2 separate regions of the Drosophila melanogaster genome follow, and region 1 is linked to region 2. Evidence: chromatin contacts called from public Hi-C data. All regions are on one chromosome and are shown on one strand. The core of a region is the stretch at or near the end of the contact, and the rest is flanking DNA. Distances in the headings are between cores, read along the strand shown.

Region 1 (5,722 bases), core at 1,374-3,873, 160 kb before region 2:
TTAGTTGTTTTTATTCATTTAAATAAGTCTTAAGTTAAATATTGTGTTGCGTTGCGGGAAGAATGGAATGGATTTTTGTGGATAATTACTTTTCTATGTACAACAGAAACCATTCGGAGAATTAAAGATTATCAAATTCTATTACTTTTGGCATTTGTGGTAAACAATTCAAGGAATTAAAGTAAGGACACATTGATGGTGATCATCAAATTTAGACTCCGTTTACCACCTCAAATGTGATGTCTATCCGCCGTTCAACATTCCTCGCTCGCAAAAAAGGCGCACGCGCCCTATACAATCTGCGTAATGGCCTTGGCCCGCCAATCCGTATCCTGGAACAACGCCCTGATTAGGTGCTTTATCTCATCCGACTTGTAGCTGGCGGTCAGCGGGCCGACGCCGTCGCCCCACAGCTCTGTGATCTCCATGAGCGACGCGTTCAGCATGGCCTTCAGTTGCTGCAGCTTAAGCCAAGAGAGCACCTGGACCACCTCGTTTGGTTCGCGGAAAAGCGTGGGCGCCCGCTGGAGCACCACGTCAATGAGATCGCTCAGCTCACAGGCCATCTGTGCGGAAATGTCGCGCAGCGTGAACACTCGACGGATTAGCTCGGCGACAAATGTGTTGATTAGCTCGCAGAAGGTTGCATTGTACACGGTCTCCGGGAGCACATTGGCCCACACGTTCTTCAGCAGCTCCAGCTGGCGAAGGCACTGACGCACCAGCTTCAGTGGACCAGAGCCCAGCGTGTGCGTGCTCTCGAACTCGAACTCCTGCATGATGCCCATCAGGATGGAGGATTGGTAGTCGACCTGCACGCGGAAATGCTGCTGACCGGTGGCCTGCAGTGTCTTGGCCAGCGCCGCCAAGCTTTCGATGCCCTTGTTCGCATGCTGCGCTACCCAGTGTGTGAAGAACATACAATTGTTGTGGAACAGGACGGCCTGCTGTGGAATGCTCTCGAGCAGCTTGCGGTGCACCTTGGGCACCTCATTGATGTAGGTGTGCAGCATGATGGAAATGACGCCGGCTATGGGATCGGCCTCTTGGTCGCCCAGTTTATCCGTGGGCTGGCGAAGAATGCGGTCCATTAGTTTGACAAAGTCCTGCCGGCGAAAATGAATCCATTAGTGCGTAATCAATCGTTTCGTTTAGCGAACGACTTACCTGAGCACTTTTCGAGATCATGCAGCGTGGGAAGAGGAAGGGATCGTTTGCCACTTCGGCTGAGTGGTTGTTGGGCGCCACCAGCACCATGTCCTGCAGATCGCGCTGGATGATCTCCCGCGCCGTTTCCAGAACTCGACGATACATCCGATTGCGGTAGTAGGTCTCGTACTTCTCTACAAACTGCCCTAGGGCTCGATCTTGCTCGGGATTGATGATGAATGAGTCTACAAGCAGCTGCTCCAGCTGGGCGACATCCTCACACAGCGTGGATGTCTGATACTCCTCCGTGCTTTCGGGCACAGCTGGTATCAGGCACTCGTCCACCAGTAATTTCAGCATTTTATCCTTCACATGATCGCCAATAATGCCAAAAACATGTTGGTCCCTGGACACACTGCAGTTGATCCCGGCCAGCGTGTGCAGCAGCAGCCTGAGGTTCTCCAAGACCTGCTTGTAGTTCGGGCGAAGCTGCGCTGAGCTGGGCTCCTTGGTGGCGTAGGAAAGCGACAATCGAACGTAGGTGCCACCATCGGCTTCTTCGCTGTAATCGGCCATCACTGGGCGCATGATCACCGGTTCTATGCAATTGTCCAGCAGGAATTCGCAGAGGCGCGCCGGATTGTAGGGCTCCTGGAAGAGAGCCTGCACAATATCCTGCAGCTGCGTTTGATCCCGGCTCACCTGCAAGGTGACGCAACGCGATGTGGGAAAGGATTTGCACTGCAGCTGCACCAGGCGATCGAAGCGCTCCTGGAGGCTCTGCTGCAGCATATATGCCTGTACATGGTATTTCACCTTGATGGTCTCGTAGCACTCGAGAGCCTTAAAGATGCGTCGAACCTCTGGCGTGGCCACCTGCGCGTCCCCGTCAACGGAATCATCGCCATAGATGAAAGCCCTCAAACGACCGACAAGGTCCAGTAACACCAAGTAATCCTTGGTGGCCTTGGCCTCCTCCACGCACTGGAACAGCTCGTCGATCCTTAGCACATGCTCGCTGACACCCAGACCCAAAAGGATCTCTCGCAGCTGCCTGCCGTTACCCGCCATCTTGACATTCGCCTCGTCCAAGGCGTCCAGTCCCTCGGAACCCAAGTTCTCGAGCATGTCGTGAATCTCGCGATTCAAGGACCCCGACTCCTCCAGAAATATGTCCGGCGACGTGTTGTTGGGCAAAAACTCCGTGTAGTTGTCTTCGATGTGCTTGCGGACGCGCATCTGGAAGCGATTAACGCGCGTCAGCACTTTTAATATGGCCGATTGGGTGGCCTCCACGTTGGCGCACCCGTTCCCATTGCCGTTGAACGCCTCCTCCAGCACATTGAACCGCGGCGCCTCTTCCTCCATGTCCTGCTCTTTGACCAGATCCTCCTTTTCCAATTCTTGCGAAACCCAAGACAACTGGTTTCTGCAATTCCCTGTTGCTACCAACGATTGTTCAAAAAAGCGATAGATATGTGCGGCTGTCTGCTATCGGCTATCGGCGAATTGGCTAGTTGACAAGAATTGGGCTCTTATCACTGGCAGTAGCTAAAATAGTTGTAGATCTAGGTAGCTTTTATTTTTATGTATAAGTATGTAGATACACTGTCAATGATTCATTTTGTCAAATCGGCGTGCACAAATCGTCCAACCACATTTTTGCAAATGTGCTATTCAAGAGCCAAATTATAAAAAAATCGAAATCTTTCTACACCGGCACCTCCGTCGATCGCGCCACTAATCGACATCTGCAACGAATCGATAACAACGCCATTTTTAAAAATACTGGCAGAAATGCATTTGCTTCTTAGCGTCGCGTTTCATTAGTTTAGTTCCTTGATCCAAAAATCGAATTCATTGAGAGTGCCGGGCTGCGCGTGGAGAAGCCGCGTTGCTCCAAAATCTAGACCAACCAAAATTCTAAGTTTTTGTAAGTGCTAACCAGTTGATCAGTTAACCAAAGTCGGACTTGCTGTGCCCCAGAGAAGGTAAGTGGTTGGTGGTGTTGGTCGAGATGGCGGTAAAGGTGATGGAATGTTATGATTGTCCTTCCCTCCCCCTACCCCCAGATGTCCAGCGAGGATCCCAGCTGTGTGGCAGTGGCCTTGCGCGTGCGCCCCTTGGTGCAGTCCGAGTTGGATCGCGGCTGCCGGATTGCCGTCGAACGATCGGCGGATGGAGCGCCACAGGTTACAGTCAACCGGAATGAGTCGTATACGTACAACTATGTCTTCGACATTGACGACTCGCAAAAGGATCTATTCGAGACGTGTGTACAGGCCAAAGTGAAAAAGCTGTTAAATGGCTATAACGTAACAATCTTGGCATATGGACAAACGGGTTCCGGAAAGACCTACACTATGGGCACCGCCTTCAACGGAGTGTTAGATGACCATGTGGGCGTTATACCACGCGCCGTTCATGATATATTCACAGCCATTGCGGAAATGCAGAGCGAATTTCGTTTTGCTGTCACATGCTCTTTTGTGGAGCTCTACCAGGAGCAGTTCTATGACCTTTTTTCGTCGAAAACTCGGGACAAGGCCACCGTAGACATCAGGGAGGTCAAGAACCGTATTATCATGCCGGGCCTCACCGAGCTAGTGGTCACATCCGCCCAGCAAGTGACCGATCATCTGATCCGCGGCTCAGCCGGACGGGCTGTGGCCGCCACGGCTATGAATGAAACCTCTTCAAGATCCCATGCCATATTCACATTGACGCTAGTAGCCACCAAGCTGGACGGCAAGTATGTTGTGGGCCGCCATCACCTCGTTAGAATACTTAATGCTTATACACATTTGACCTCCAATCTCCGATAGGCAATCCGTTACCACGTCCAGGTTCAACCTGGTGGATCTGGCTGGTTCTGAACGCTGCTCAAAGACCCTAGCCAGCGGCGATCGGTTCAAAGAGGGTGTGAACATCAATAAGGGTCTTCTGGCCCTGGGCAACGTGATCAATGCCCTGGGATGTGAGTATCTATCATTTAGCCACTGGCTTGAAAATTGATCTCCATTTTTATATATTCCATATAAATTGCAGCTGGCCAGGCCGCTGGCTACATACCCTATCGCCAGTCCAAGCTGACGCGTCTGCTGCAGGACTCCCTGGGCGGTAATTCCATTACGCTGATGATTGCTTGCGTCAGTCCCGCCGACTACAACGTGGCCGAGACATTGAGCACCCTACGCTATGCGGATCGAGCACTGCAAATCAAAAACAAGCCAGTGGTCAATCTCGATCCGCATGCGGCGGAGGTTAATATGCTGAAGGACGTCATCCAAAAGCTGCGTGTAGAGCTATTGTCGGGCGGCAAGATGAGCAGTTCCTTAATTAGCGCTGTTGGAGCCGCAGGCTTGGGTGCCATTCCCTGTGAGGAGTCACTAGCTGGTTCAATGGCCAATGCAGCCGAGATCCAGCGGCTTAAGGAACAGGTGCGCACCCTGCAGGACAGGAATAGGAAATTACAGCAAGAGCTTCATCAGTCGTTGCTCGATCTCACCGAGAAAGAAATGCGTGCCCACATCGCCGAGCAGGCACACGATAAACTCCGAAGCCATGTGTCGGAGCTAAAGAACAAACTGGATCAAAGAGAACAGGCGCAATTTGGAAACGAAAATACAAATGGTGACAATGAGATGCGTGATTTCTCACTGCTGGTGAATCGAGTGCACGTAGAATTGCAACGCACTCAGGAGGAGCTGGAGTCCCAGGGCCATGAGTCACGCCAGCGACTGAGCAGTCGTTCCCATACAGAAGGCGGGGAAAGCGGCGGCGATGAGGTCCATGAAATGCTGCATTCCCATTCGGAGGAGTATACCAACAAGCAAATGAACTTCGCTGGCGAACTGCGCAACATCAATCGCCAGCTGGATCTCAAACAGGAGCTGCACGAGCGTATTATGCGCAACTTTAGCAGACTGGATTCGGATGACGAGGATGTCAAGTTGCGGCTGTGCAACCAAAAGATCGACGATCTCGAGGCGGAGCGACGAGACCTCATGGATCAGCTGCGCAACATTAAGAGCAAAGATATATCTGCCAAATTGGCGGAGGAGCGACGCAAACGCCTGCAGCTCCTGGAGCAGGAGATCTCCGATCTGCGCCGGAAGCTGATCACGCAGGCCAACTTGCTAAAGATACGAGACAAGGAGCGTGAAAAGATTCAAAATCTAAGTACCGAAATCCGCACCATGAAGGAATCCAAGGTGAAGCTCATACGAGCAATGCGTGGTGAGTCCGAGAAGTTCCGCCAATGGAAGATGGTTCGCGAAAAGGAGCTAACCCAACTAAAGAGCAAGGACCGCAAAATGCAATCGGAGATTGTGCGCCAACAGACGTTGCACTCCAAGCAGCGCCAGGTCCTCAAGCGCAAGTGCGAGGAGGCACTGGCTGCCAACAAGAGGCTGAAGGATGCTCTCGAGCGGCAGGCATCGGCGCAGGCCCAGCGTCACAAGTACAAGGATAACGGGGGCTCGGCCGCTGGCTCCTCCAACGCGAACGCGAAGACAGATTCCTGGGTGGATCGTGAACTGGAGATCATACTCTCGCTTATAGATGCTGAGCA
Region 2 (6,473 bases), core at 510-3,009:
TATTGCTTTTCCGCCTCCGCAATCAGGATAAGCCAACCCCCAGCCGATATTGTTTTGTCAACATTGTCATTCATTCACTCATGAAATAACGATTCGCCTAGTGCCCTATCCTGCTAATTTATGTCTCCTAATGTTCCACAGAACAACTCTGGACTGCATCAGAATGGCCTTCACCACGCACAGCCGTACCATCCGCCTGGCACGCCCACTCTGATGCACAAGCGACTGGACTACCACCAGCAGCCGCCGCCGGTGCCTCCGCACTCGGCCTATTACCAACAGGCACCCACGCACCAGCCGTCGCCGATGATGGAGCGCAGTGTCAGGGGTCACCAGCAGCCCGGGGGCTTTCATATGGAGGAGGGCACACCCACGCCGACCAGGATACCATCCCTGCGGCGACAGCGACGCACCTCGGGCAACCAGCAGGTGCACAACAGCCACAGCAATCTCAATATTGGCCTGAGCCACCACAACAACAACAACAACAACCTGCCGCCGCACCACCAGCATCTGCACCACCACCCCGGCCATCCGGGTGGCCTGGTGGGCATACCCATCGTGCCAGGGAGCCCTAGGGTCCAGAGATCGCCGATGCCGAGCAGGGCGATGATCAAGAGGACGCGCCTGGGCAGCCACACGGACAACATATCGTCGGGCAGTCTGAACAGTATTGAGGTGTGATGGCTCGCAGAGGAGGCAACTAACTAGTGGACTAGTGGGCGGAGCAGCACAACGAGGAGAAATATACCTAAGCGGCAAGCGAAAGTGGTTCCCCAAAAACAGACAGTTTCAAGTAGACTTAAGGATCCGAAACTAGATGTGTATTATTGAGATAATCGTAGGACAGGTCGGCAGAGCAGCTCGAAACCCTCGAATATTAGCTTTAAGGCACCCGGTACTGTTTAGTTTTCCAAAAAACCAATTAATTTGGCCAATCATTAAGCTTAGAACTAGGGAATTTGCCATTAACAGAAGTTTCTGTCGTTTCAAATGCTCGAGTAACTTTGTGCTAAAACACTAGTAATCAAGTTTTGTTTTCATTTTGAGCTCATTAAAATGTATTTCGAGCAGAACGTTTAATTAAAAGAAAAAAACAGCTAAGCAGCTAAGTCGTTAAACGTTAATGCTGCTTCGTTTTGTTTTAGTTAAATATTGAATTTGAAAATATACAAACTTTAGTATAAGGAATTGGTAATGTAAGACTTTTTTCGTTGCTGCCGGCCAGATAGTCAGTAGAATTACTAATGTTAAGTTTTTTTTTTTATTATTGATAGAACTATTTCGGGGGCCAAATTTTATCTCGAATAAGCCCTGTAGCATAGCGTTATTTATTTATTGCAGTGTAAACGTCAGGCGTCAGCAACTCAAATTGATTAGTTCAATTAACAAGCAACCTAATGTACGTTTAAGTCAAACCAACTATATAGCATTAAGTTAATACATTTCTAGATGTGACTAATACACAAAACCCAAGAGAGAAGCATCCTAAACTCGATTTAAGCTCATAGGCGGCAGTTTTAAACGAATATGCGAGTCCTGAAATTAAAAAGTGAATCTTTAAACATATTTTTTAACGTATTTTTGTTTTAATGATGGGAAATTTAAGTGCTGTCATTCAAAATACTGGGATTTTCATATTCTTAAATACCATTTTTAAAAATCCCGCCTTCATCTGGCAACTCTCACTGGCGGATGCACCCACCATGTTTTAGCGAGTGCACCTACCATACGTGACTGCCATGCGTGACTATCGACACCTGTGCCAGCTCTAGGACAGCAACAGCTGATTGTCACATTAGAATTGAATTGGAATTAGATTATTAAATATTTTAGCGCTTTTATAACACAAAAGGCCGACTAAATAGCTTCCGAGCAAGCGCCACCAATCCGAGCGACGGCTGGTACTACAAACTGAACAAAAAACTACTGAACAAAACTCCAAGAGCATGAATTTTCTGCGGCAATCCTTTGGCATTACGAAACAGTTGGCTTCGCAGGGTAAGCTTAACTAAACCAAGTTAAATACCTTAAAAATCGAATATTTTAATTGATTTGGTGGCCATTAGCTGCTCCTAAGCAGGAACTGGCCCTCAGGAGTCCGTGACTTGGCGCATTTAGCCACCCTTCCGCTGCGAAGCGAAAACCAAATAAACCGGGAGCGCATAAGTGTTTGTTTTCCCCCCGACTTTCGTGCATTTCCCCCAGGTTTTACCAACTCTTTTTGAGTTGGCCGCGCGTGGCGGCCGCACTTTTCGCCTGCGAATATTTTCATTGCCAGTTTCACATGCACATCAACATGCACATTCCGCAGCTCCCCCGCTTTAGATTGGAAAAATAATTGAAAACCTGTCACCCCGAAAAAGAAGGAAAAGCGCGGAAACAATGGAAATGTTCAACCGCAAAAAAAAGGTCGCAGTTTAGGAGACAATAGGTGCCGGATTTGTTTGTCCGGCAATCCTGCATATGGAAATTATTACCTGCCGCTTGTGTTGTGTGTGGCATTTGGCATATTTATAATTGAAAACGCTGCTACGTCGCTTTGTTTCTGGCCAAAAAGGCTTGACAGGATTCGGAGCGAGTACTTCCATGCTTGCGCGTCATTTGGCCGCAATTATTGTCGCCAGCCGCCAACTCCGTTCCACAATTCTCGATTTCCACAGAGATTAGCCGTATGACAAAGGAGCCAGCACAGAACCAGCGGGCATTGTCAATCACTGACCAACTGTCCGTGGAAGTGACCCTTTTGTCCGCATTTCGAAGCCGGTACAGTCGTGCTTTATTGATTTCGAGCGATCTCTTTCGCTCCCATCATTGCATTCTCAATCGAGTCGATCGATGGCCGAACCCTTGTGTGTTTATAGTCTAGCCACTTTCTCATAATCAACTAGGAGTGTTACCTCTAAAAATGATCATGATTGCAATCTCAAACTTGGAGCAGTTAATTTTGTTGTACTGGTTTTCTTTAAGCGACATATCTAACTCTTTCACTTCTTTGCCAGCCATCCAGTGCAGCTATGAGACCGCCGTCCGTGGAATGGCATCGCTGCAGCAGATGCACCGCAGCGGACCGCACATAAAGACGCGTCCGCCGCGCCAGCCGCTGGATGGAAAGCCCTTCGCCAAGGGCGTTGTCCTGAAGACGCTGATAAAGAAGCCCAAGAAGCCGAACTCGGCCAATCGAAAGTGCGTGCTGGTGCGCCTCTCCACCGGCAAGGAGATGGTGGCCTACATCCCCGGCATCGGGCACAACCTGCAAGAGCACAACATTGTACTGTGCCGCGTGGGGCGTCTGCAGGACGTGCCCGGCGTTAAGCTGAAGGCTGTGCGCGGAGTCTACGACTTGGCGCACGTCGTCAAGAAGAGCCAATAGTTAATAACCACTTCCTAATCACGTTGTTCAAATGCATTGCTTCACAATCAACAGACGGATGCGTCGTTCTTATTATTGTTTGTTTTTTATGGAAAATTATGCAGCTCAGCCGGCTTAAGAGGTAAGTGAGTGAGTAGTGACAAGTGAACGGGCTCAGTCAGGATCTCCTTTCGGTTGGCTGCATTCTCGTAATCTTAAGTCAATAGGCTGTCGCATCATCTTTACCTAAGAATAGCCGGGTCTCTCAGGGGAAAATGGTCTTAAACGGCATTTTACGCTTTAGCTGGCAAATCCTTTTGCATGAATCCTGTTTGCTTTTTAACAGAATTGCAAATTTTCTGCCAAATAATCGTTAGCTGAAATGGGCGGCACTCCAATACGCCCACTCTTCACAGCTACGAAGTTCAATGGAAAATCGATGTAGTAGTTGGTCCTTTTTGGGAATCCTGCTGGGTGACTGCCGAAAATTAGCTAAGAAAATTGAGTTCTTGCACAAGGGGAAGTATCTTCTTTAAAGAACTGGGACTTAAATACGTATTGATCAGTTCTGATCACAAGTGCGATTGCAAATCACGAGCTTGGTTTGTTTGGTTTTTTTCGATTGCTTATTCGCTGAAGATGAAACGCATATGGGCACAAAATGTAAATATCTCTGATTGCAAGCTATATAATATCAAACTTTTATTACAGACACAGTTCATAGTTGTTGTTGGATCCTCAACCCGAATTGTCGGTCCGAATCAAAGTCGTTTCGGTAGTGTCCTGCGCAGTTCTCACCGTTAACCCATCCGCAGAAAGGACTGTCGCAGAGACCGTTAGGCAAATACATTGAAGGATCCTTTTTAAGTTAGCCGACGTCGAAGCTGTCGCCGTGTAGATGTCTTTTTTGTCCACATCCTCGGATGGATGACATTTCAGTGACCGCAGCAATGCCGTTTCCTCTGTCCGCCAGACATTGTGTCAACAGAGGGCCAGAATGCAGGACCATGGGTGTACCGTTAGTCCCGAACGAATGTCCTTAGTCCTGTTGCCTGATTGAGCCATTATGACAGCAGGTCCTTTGTCCCGGGATCGTTCGTCTTCGCCGTCTTTTCTGCTGAGTCAAGTTGTCCAACATCTTTGGGCCCCGCCTTTGTTTGCCGGCGTGCATAATTTTTATCAATAAAAACGCCATTGTCCAGCGTTGAGGAAAAAACACATACGAGTCCTGCTTCCGTGTAATCGCCGAAGGATATTAGCTGCTTTTTCTTCTTTCTCCTTTTGTTTGCCGTGTTAACTGTAAAATTTGCCAAATGAAAAATGACTCCCGGTCTCGGGGATTACTGGCCAATCATCGAGGCGTTCACACGTCTGTGGCTTGGCCAGAATGAATTGGCAAAACATCTGGGAAAAACGACATTCAAAAGTTTTTATCTCCAACGAATTGTGCGACTCAAATCGCAATTTTTCGGGCAATGATTGAGTGTCCGAACTAGGAGATACGTCCGGCCTATAACCGGCTATCCTGGTTGTATATCTAGAACATTTGCGAAGATATAACACATTTTAAATCGAACTCACCGTTGGCCCTCGGACTCTTGCATTGACTATATATTTAATTGTTTCTTGCTTACCACAACATTAGGCGTTAGTTATTGATTTTCTCCCAACTTTGGCCTCTTCTTCTATATCTGTGAGTTTCTGTTCTGGTCTGTTTTGTGGCTGAGGGCTTTAATTGTGCCTGCACCCCTTCTAAACATCCTTTGCACACCCATAACCAATCGATGCTGTCACTTCCCCGTTTAGTTTTACTCTTTTTCTGCGGACACGAAATGGAAAAGCATATAGAAAGGGTGGCGGAGTCACTGGAGTTTGACTGTACGAATTGCCAAACATTTTATTTAATCATGGACACGTGTTCGGCGACCTTTTGGGGTTGGGTGGCTGGGGGTTGATAGTGGATTGCGGATGGTGGAAGGAGGCTGGAGGAGGATGGACCACCCCAAGAAGATGACGACTCCGAAATGTTCAACCCTTGTGCAACCCTTGTCCTTGCGTGATGTGAGTCTCGTAACGCCGGAACCAAAATGGCGCTGCCAAATGGCTGAATCCCGGAATCCAAGAATCAGTGTGCGATTCGCAATAAAAATGGTTTCAGCTAAGCCGCATTCCGCGGGGACCTGTGATCCCAAACTTCTGGTCTGATCTTCTTTAGATCGCACAAGAAAGAGGTTCCTAATTGGCATCTTGTTGTTTAGGCCCTTGTCTCCTTTCTTTGGCAACAATCGAAATGTCAAGTGTGAGTCAAATAATGATGCATAACCCCCGACCAGACGGTCTCTAGATGCTGCAACTGAGATTATCCTTCGGAAACATCATCATTTTCTTGTAATCGATTGCAGAAAGAGGCGAGAACCGAGCAATTCTCCCTCAGAAAGATCAAACTGACAAAAAACTGGTCAACGGAAAAAGGGAGGAGAAGCAACAACAAACGACGGGCGGGCCAAACCACACAAAGGATCGTCATCCGATCGTCGTTCTCGCTCTGATGCGAATGTGCGGAATGTGTGTCCTCTGGCCACGTGCAGAGCACACTCCAATCACAGGCGAGAAAAGACACACACACCTTGGCCGCCAGGTGAGCGGCCCAAGTGTCAATCGGTACTCACTCGCGATCCCCTTGTGATTTTCGCATTTCAACCCCAAGCGATCGCAGATCGCATCTGATTCGCCACGATCGCAGTCCACGACTCCGACTTCGATCTGTGTTGACATTGTCAAAGAGATCCTGGCGATCGGAATATGTTTACTCATGCCCTAAATCCTTTCCCTTTGGGGCGTCACGATCGAATGGCAATCCTTTCTAGCCAGCGCACGATCGGCACGTGGCGACTTGGATCGTGAGCTGATATTTTTCGCACTTTTTCCCGTGAATTTTGTCGGTAGAAAGAGAAACGATATTTGATTTTAATCATTGATTTATTCTTTCACAATCTTGATGTACAATTCGTAAATATGTGCAGTTTCTAGAATATTTGTTTCTGCAATCTAAACATTATTTATAATTAAGTTTTGTAGCATTTCTATTTGTAGCTGTAGTATTCCCAGGGGTTCGAAAGTC

The links. Hi-C and Micro-C count contacts between places; a contact is called where the count stands out from the background.
Region 1: a Hi-C map of the Kc167 cell line shows a contact between it and region 2, with 3 times the contacts expected there. The contact joins the promoter of Zw10 here to the promoter of tko in region 2. A contact is called at or near these places in 15 of 107 Hi-C or Micro-C datasets (the D17-c3 cell line, the Kc167 cell line, the ML-DmBG3-c2 cell line and 6 more) and 2 of 6 datasets of contacts at active chromatin or transcription factors (both in the Kc167 cell line).

Annotation. Positions count from the first base shown.
Region 1 is chrX:2,601,098-2,606,819 of dm6, reverse strand. It overlaps Zw10 (Zeste-white 10), which reads right to left and starts at 2,623. Exons shown (of 2, transcript NM_080162.4): 1 at 1,168-2,623; 2 at 1-1,106. The coding sequence starts at 2,517. The coding sequence ends at 291. It overlaps Klp3A (Kinesin-like protein at 3A), which reads left to right and starts at 2,768. Exons shown (of 6, transcript NM_080314.3): 1 at 2,768-3,140; 2 at 3,222-3,901; 3 at 3,975-4,126; 4 at 4,198-5,722. The coding sequence starts at 3,222. It overlaps Smyd3 (SET and MYND domain containing, class 3), which reads left to right. Exons shown (of 5, transcript NM_080029.4): 5 at 1-140.
Region 2 is chrX:2,439,262-2,445,734 of dm6, reverse strand. It overlaps tko (technical knockout), which reads left to right and starts at 1,759. Exons shown (of 2, transcript NM_080311.3): 1 at 1,759-2,001; 2 at 3,003-3,422. The coding sequence starts at 1,950. The coding sequence ends at 3,373. boi (brother of ihog) reads left to right here. Exons shown (of 9, transcript NM_166940.3): 9 at 142-1,568. The coding sequence ends at 684.